Linked DNA regions of Pan troglodytes: region 1 is linked to region 2. The links are chromatin contacts, called in public Hi-C maps. All regions are on one chromosome and are shown on one strand. Each heading gives the region's core, a stretch centred on a gene start, on an enhancer-like site or on the middle of the called end of the contact. The rest is flanking DNA. Distances are from core to core; before and after follow the strand shown.

What was found. Hi-C and Micro-C count contacts between places; a contact is called where the count stands out from the background.
Region 1: a contact with region 2 is called in a Hi-C map of stem cell-derived neural progenitor cells, with 3 times the contacts expected there. The contact joins the promoter of CNOT7 here to the promoter of ZDHHC2 in region 2. A contact is called at or near these places in 1 of 7 Hi-C or Micro-C datasets (stem cell-derived neural progenitor cells) and 1 of 1 datasets of contacts at active chromatin or transcription factors (stem cell-derived excitatory neurons).

Annotation. Positions count from the first base shown.
Region 1 is chr7:25,534,581-25,537,468 of NHGRI_mPanTro3-v2.0_pri, forward strand. It overlaps CNOT7 (CCR4-NOT transcription complex subunit 7), which reads right to left and starts at 1,461. Exons shown (of 7, transcript XM_016959131.4): 1 at 1,325-1,461. VPS37A (VPS37A subunit of ESCRT-I) reads left to right here and starts at 1,453. Exons shown (of 14, transcript XR_010159220.1): 1 at 1,453-1,994.
Region 2 is chr7:25,442,582-25,445,778 of NHGRI_mPanTro3-v2.0_pri, forward strand. ZDHHC2 (zinc finger DHHC-type palmitoyltransferase 2) reads left to right here and starts at 1,274. Exons shown (of 13, transcript XM_519614.9): 1 at 1,274-1,639. The coding sequence starts at 1,510.

The DNA.
Region 1 (2,888 bases), core at 211-2,710, 92 kb after region 2:
ACTCATAAAAAAAAAAAATCAAAATTTAGAGAGTAACTTAAGGTCACACAGCTAGTCTATAGGAAAAAAAGGACTACAGTACAGATTTCCTGGTCCTAATTTCAGTTATTTTAAAATAGCTTTTTTACACATACATACTAATCATATTTTATAACTTTCCACTATTTATCTGAGTTCAACTACTCTGCATAAAACTTTATAAAGCCATCCATTTCCAGACAAAAAATGAAAAATTACTTATTTACATGTGACAAGATCAGATGTTACCATGGCAAAGATGGTGTTTATTTTTATTCCTCATTAATAAAACAACCAAAATCCGACTTGATAACAAGATCTACTTTACTGGCGTTTATTCTAACTAGACTAGAGGGGTCAAAAATGTTTGTAAATGCTCTGAGAAAAAAGTAACAGCCATGAAAATTATCTGAATGTTCGCAGTTACAAAAGGGAAAAAGAACACAATAGAACGTCTAAAACTTAGAGCATATTGCGTGGTTACCAAAGATAGATCTCACATTTCTGGTCTATAAACAGAGTTCCTGTTGATTCTTGGGCAGGGAAATTTCAAATCCTTCTGCATTTTTCATACAAATTGGAAAAAAAAAAAAAACAAGAGTAAAAAGAGGGTCTTATGACTGTCTTCTAAACTCTGAAGAGTCACAAATGTAACTTCCAATTCTCCAAGTAGAGAAACTAAAGGAGATCCACAGGACACCCCTCCTTTATAACTCTCCCACCCCGATACGCACACACACACACATAAGCACAAAAACACAAAGACTTGGAAAGACCCTGTAGTCTAACATTGTTTTCCTCCACCTCTCTCTCTACTGCAGTCCCAGAAGCCCCGAAGAGACACCAAAGGCCTTCTCATTACTGGAGATAGCATCTCCGTACTGCAGTTTCCCAGAGAAACGAGAGGACGGCACCGAGGTATTCAAGCCATAGGTAACTCTCTTCCCTGGCAAAGCGCCAGTGCGAAGGTGCTGATACCACTGACTGGAGCTACACTGACTCCCAAGCACTGCTGCGTGAAACAATACGAAGAGGTGAGGATCTAGGCCACCGCCCTCCACTCCCAATTTCCGTCCCACAGCGAAGCCCCAGGTACAAAGCCTTTGCGTCATCACTACGCGCCAACCCCTTGACAAACCCCCAGCCCCAGTTACCCAGCCCCCAACCCGCCGCCAGGCTCCTTCCTCCGCCAGCCGCACTCCAGCTGGCGCCATCGCGCACCCTCTCAGGTTCATCGTCCCCGCCCCCTTTCTACTTCCCTAACCCGCCCCTCCCCCCGTAAGGCTGCAGCGGATGCAAGATCTACTTGTGTCGCTGAGCTCGCGCTCCTCCTCCTCCTCCTCGCCATAGAGACAGCACCCGGCGGCGGTGGCGGTGGCGGTAGCGGCGGCGGCAGCGGGTGCCCCATAGACACCTCTCGCCCAGCGAAGGGAAAGGCGAGCAGAAGCTGCGCCGCACCGTGCTGCGCCGTCGCTTTTCGCACGTCCTGACGGGGGCGCTAGATGATGACGCGTCACGCAGAGGGGGCGGGGCACGCAAGTGACGGCGGCGCGGGTGGTGGAGCGCTGGGCGGCCAGGCTCCCTGGCTGGCCGGTTTGGGCGTCTGGGCCGTTAAAGTGGGACCGGCTGTTCCGGGCCGCAAGTTTCCCTCTCCAGCCGCCCGCCGTTCGTAGCATGTCCCCCAGAACCCGGGGAGCGCAGGCAGGACAGACTTAGAGAAGACGCGGTCCCCAGCGCTTGGGCCACGGACGTCCCACCCCGCTCATCTGTCGCTGGAGAACCGCCGGGCCGAGCCACTGGGAGAAGCAGGCCAGAGCCTTCCAGGGCCTCCGGCCCGTGGACCCGAGGAGGATGAGCTGGCTCTTTCCCCTGACCAAGAGCGCCTCCTCCTCCGCGGCTGGGTCCCCCGGTGGCCTCACCAGCCTCCAGCAGCAGAAGCAGCGCCTGATCGAGTCCCTCCGGAACTCACACTCCAGGTGACTGGTCTCTGCCTCTCCACCGGAGGAAAAAGTAGGGTGGGAGGGCGGGCTTGTCCTAACCACCCTCGCAGCGCCTCAGTCTGCTCCCCACCAGCTCCTCATGTGGTTTACCTCCCTTGGTTGTGGGTCACACGCTTGCTCTGCCACTCCTGCCCCCTTTTACTGTTTTCCTCCGGACCCTCCCTGCCTCCTGCCGCACCACTGCTCAGCGCTTCTAACTCGGATTTCCTCATCCCTCCTGACACATAGCTGCTGACTGTAATCTCTCAATCTCTCTCATAGTCTATTTCCAGTATCCCTTGCTGCCCAGGCTTCGCCACTGATCTTTCCCTTTGCCCACCTGATTGCCGCGTCAGCAGAATTGTTAAAATACAATTGTGAAGAGTAATCTCCAGGTTTCACAAAGAAGGGAAAATAGAACTGTTGCAACATCAAAGGAAAGGGAAGCCAGAGTTTTCATCAGTGAATGCTTCTCGTCTGAGAGTCACTTATCACGTAGTCAGTCTTCTTGAGACTCTAAGATTTACCCTGTTGGAGAAGTCTCTCCCCATCTCACAGCGACCAGTGCATGTACATTTCTCACTTCTTTCATAGTCTTGTCCCCACGCTCAAGAATTACTTTATGTTCATCTTGATTGTTCTGTTGTCTTCCTGTGAGTTTTTCATTTTATCATGGTCAGTTTAGAAATATTTTTACAATTCATATTATTTCAACTTTTACTGTAAATTGGTTTGCTGCAGCCTTTTACATTGCAAATGTCTATGGTCTCTAATGGTTTTCAAAAATTAGAACTGCTTCTTTATATTATATGCATTTTGCAAGTATATTTACTTAACAGTTTCACACTATTTTAAATAAAGATGACAACATTGTTAAGTCCCTAACCCTTT
Region 2 (3,197 bases), core at 24-2,523:
TTTGAAGAGAAATGGAAAGAGATGTGGGGGGGGGGGCGGTAACATATAGCTATTTCGGGAGAGATTAGCTTGTTGTGTAATCCAGTCACAGAAAGATAATCGCAGACACCAGAGCTAAATTTCTTTGACTGAATTCATGTAAATCAGTATTTTTTTTTTTACTTCTACACATGAATAAGAAGTAATTTCATTCACTGGGGTTGCTGTGTGGTGTAAATACACATATTCACTAATGTTAAGAAAAATTGTGCTTATTATGTATAGTAGTGATGCACATAATTTACACACACTCATTGATTGAAATGTTTCCCTGTGGATCAGGTGCGTTCATAATCAGATGAAGGAAAAGCAAAGGAAGCATTTATTTTCCATTTCGTGAATCATAAAATCGGAGGTTTGGGCTGACTACCTTTAGGTTCCCTTACGGTGTTTTTTGGGAACCGCTTTGGAGTCAGCTATCTGCTAAGTTTGGAATTGCCACCACGAAAGTAAACACCGTAGTGAGGAGCGGGTTGAGGAAAAGAATAAATAGTTGGTGGAAGGAACCACCGTACTCGAGGGAGGGGACAGTGGGAACGGCCCCTGTCACAATCACTCAATCATTTATCCAAAGCATCAACATTCTCAGAGCAAAGAACTTGTGTTTCTAACTCCAGAGGTGCCTGGATTCACAACCAAAAATGCTTCTTCCTCGCTCTCCACAGCCCCTCCCATGCCATACGCCGGCTCGGCACCCCCTCTTCGCTGTGCATTTCTGCTTCCCCCCAAAGCCGGAGTAGTAAAGGGAGGCTCCTCGCGGCCCCCGCGGGCTCCCAGGGACCCGCAAGTTGAAGCGCGAGGGTTCCACGCGGGCTGCGGGGACGCGGGCCTCCGTGCTGCAGACTTTCTCAGGGCGCCTGGGTCGCAGCAGGCGCGGAGTCCCGCGCGCAGCAGCTGCTCCGCCGGCCTCGCCTCCGACCCCCGCCCTGCGCCAAGCGCGGAAGCGCTCGCAACCCAACTGCCCCGGGTGCCGGGCGCCTAGGGAGGGGCCGCCACCGCCCCCTCCGCCCGGGGGCCAGCGCCGAGCAGCCCCCGCCTCCCCGGAATCCAGAGGCCGAGCCGGAGGCGGCGGGGCCACGGTGGGAGCCCGCGAGGTGGCCCGAGCCAGGGCTCCGTATCCCCGCAGAGCCCGCCCGAGGGCGCAGCCGGCCACGCCAGGGGAGGCAGCCGGGCGGCGGGGAACGGCGGGGGCGGAGCGCAGCCTCCCGACGCCGCCGCCTCACCGCCCCCCTCCGCCTCCTCGTCCTCCGCTCGCAGCCGCCGCCTCCGCCGGGCTGAGGAGCCGGGAGTCCGCCGCGCCAGCTCGGGGCTGCGGGATGGGGAGTTAGCGCCACGGCGGCGGCAGTGGCCGCAGCGCACCCCGCCGCCGCCCAGGAGCCCGTCCAGCCAGGGGTGCCGGGCCCGCCCAGCCCGCCCCGGAGCCAGGCCCGCGGGCGGCGGCGGAGCTGGGCAGGTGGATGCGGCTGGAAGATGGCGCCCTCGGGCCCGGGCAGCAGCGCCAGGCGGCGGTGCCGGCGGGTGCTGTACTGGATCCCGGTGGTCTTCATCACTCTCCTGCTCGGCTGGTCCTACTACGCCTACGCCATCCAGCTGTGCATAGGTGAGTGCGCCCCCCGCCGCGGCGCCCCCAGCGCAGCGCAGCCCACCCCGACTGTCCCGGGACGCTCAGCCGCGCCTCCACTCTCGCCCCCCGGATGCGCCCCGGGCGCTGCCAACCTGCCGCGTCCCGCCGGCTCCGCCGCCGAAAGCAGCCTCGGGGCAGCTTTTTCCACGCGCACGCCCCTCGCCCTCCCCTCCCAACTCTCGGGTTATGGTGCCGCCTCCGCCCCGCACTCGCCGCCGAGCCTCCCGCCGCCTTCCGCTCACCGCCGCCGCCCCGGCCACACCCCCTAGAGGGGCGGACGGTCCCCGGGACCGCTGTGGAGAGGGGAGGCCGAGGCCGGCGAGGTGCGCCGGGGGCTGAAGGGCTGAGCTGGGCCCGGCCCCGAGCTGCGCCAGACCCGCGCGGGGGTGCTGGCCTTGGCGGCGGAGCTGGATCCCTTGCTGGTTGGCGTCAATCCACTCGTTAGAAATTTGTGACAGCGCTCAGGGGCGTTTTTGCTGCCTTTATGATTTGAGGATTGCCAGTTGGACACTTTTCTAGTTAAAAAGGATGTGGAGGAGGTGAGCTACTAGAAAGTATTTTTGAGGACATGTGCAACACACTAAACCATAATTTAGGTGTTTGAACAGTAGGGAGAGAAAAAAAGAGGTGATCGTCTGAGGTTTTTACACCCAGAGAGCAAAGTGGCTCCAGTCCGAGTTCGAGGTTCCTGAATTGGTGGGTAGGATACTTTTAATGCTGAAGATTAAAATTTTTTAAAAAGTTGATTATTATGCACAAGTAGGGAGTACAATGATGTCGCTTAATGTAAGCTGGTTTCTACCTTCAGGGGTTTTATGAAAACTGATCTGGGTTATCAGAAAAAGATGTTAAAACAGAAAATGACCTTTCTGCCAGTGACTTGTGAATGCTTTCTGTGTTTCGTGCTCCACCTAACAAAGTGTCTGTTTTTGCCCTACCAAGTGCTAGCTTTGGGTGGGACAAGGGAAAAGATTAAATAGTGGCCTATTATTTTGAGCCTTCACAAGCTCAGCATTTTCAAAGCCTCAAGATTCAGACATAAAATCTTGTCTGAAGCCATCTTACCTCAAAATGTTGCGCCTTGTGAGAAAGTGTCATAATAATACATCAAAATAATCACTGATGTAAGTTGTAAGAGAACCGAGACTTTTATTTCATATAGTTTTAAAATTTGCTGTTATTACTTGAAGGGATTTAGAAACAAGCTTAATAGTCCAAAAAAAAAAAAAAAAAACCTTGAGTCTGTTGTTAGGAAAAGATGAGGCTGTACAGGCATTATCATGAGGATGCATTTAGGTATGCAGTCGTCAAGTCATCTAAAATATATAGGAAAGGACGTGTAGTAAATTTTGTATTAGCTGTTAATATTAAAATAGCTTGCCTTATTGAGATAGACTGTATATGTTACATAACTGTTGGGAACCTTTGTTGTGTTTCATTCCTTCGTCCTCTTAAAAACAGTGACCAGTATCGATTAATATAACCTGCAAAGAAGGGACATCCTAGAAGGCCTTCATTATCAAAATAGCCTATT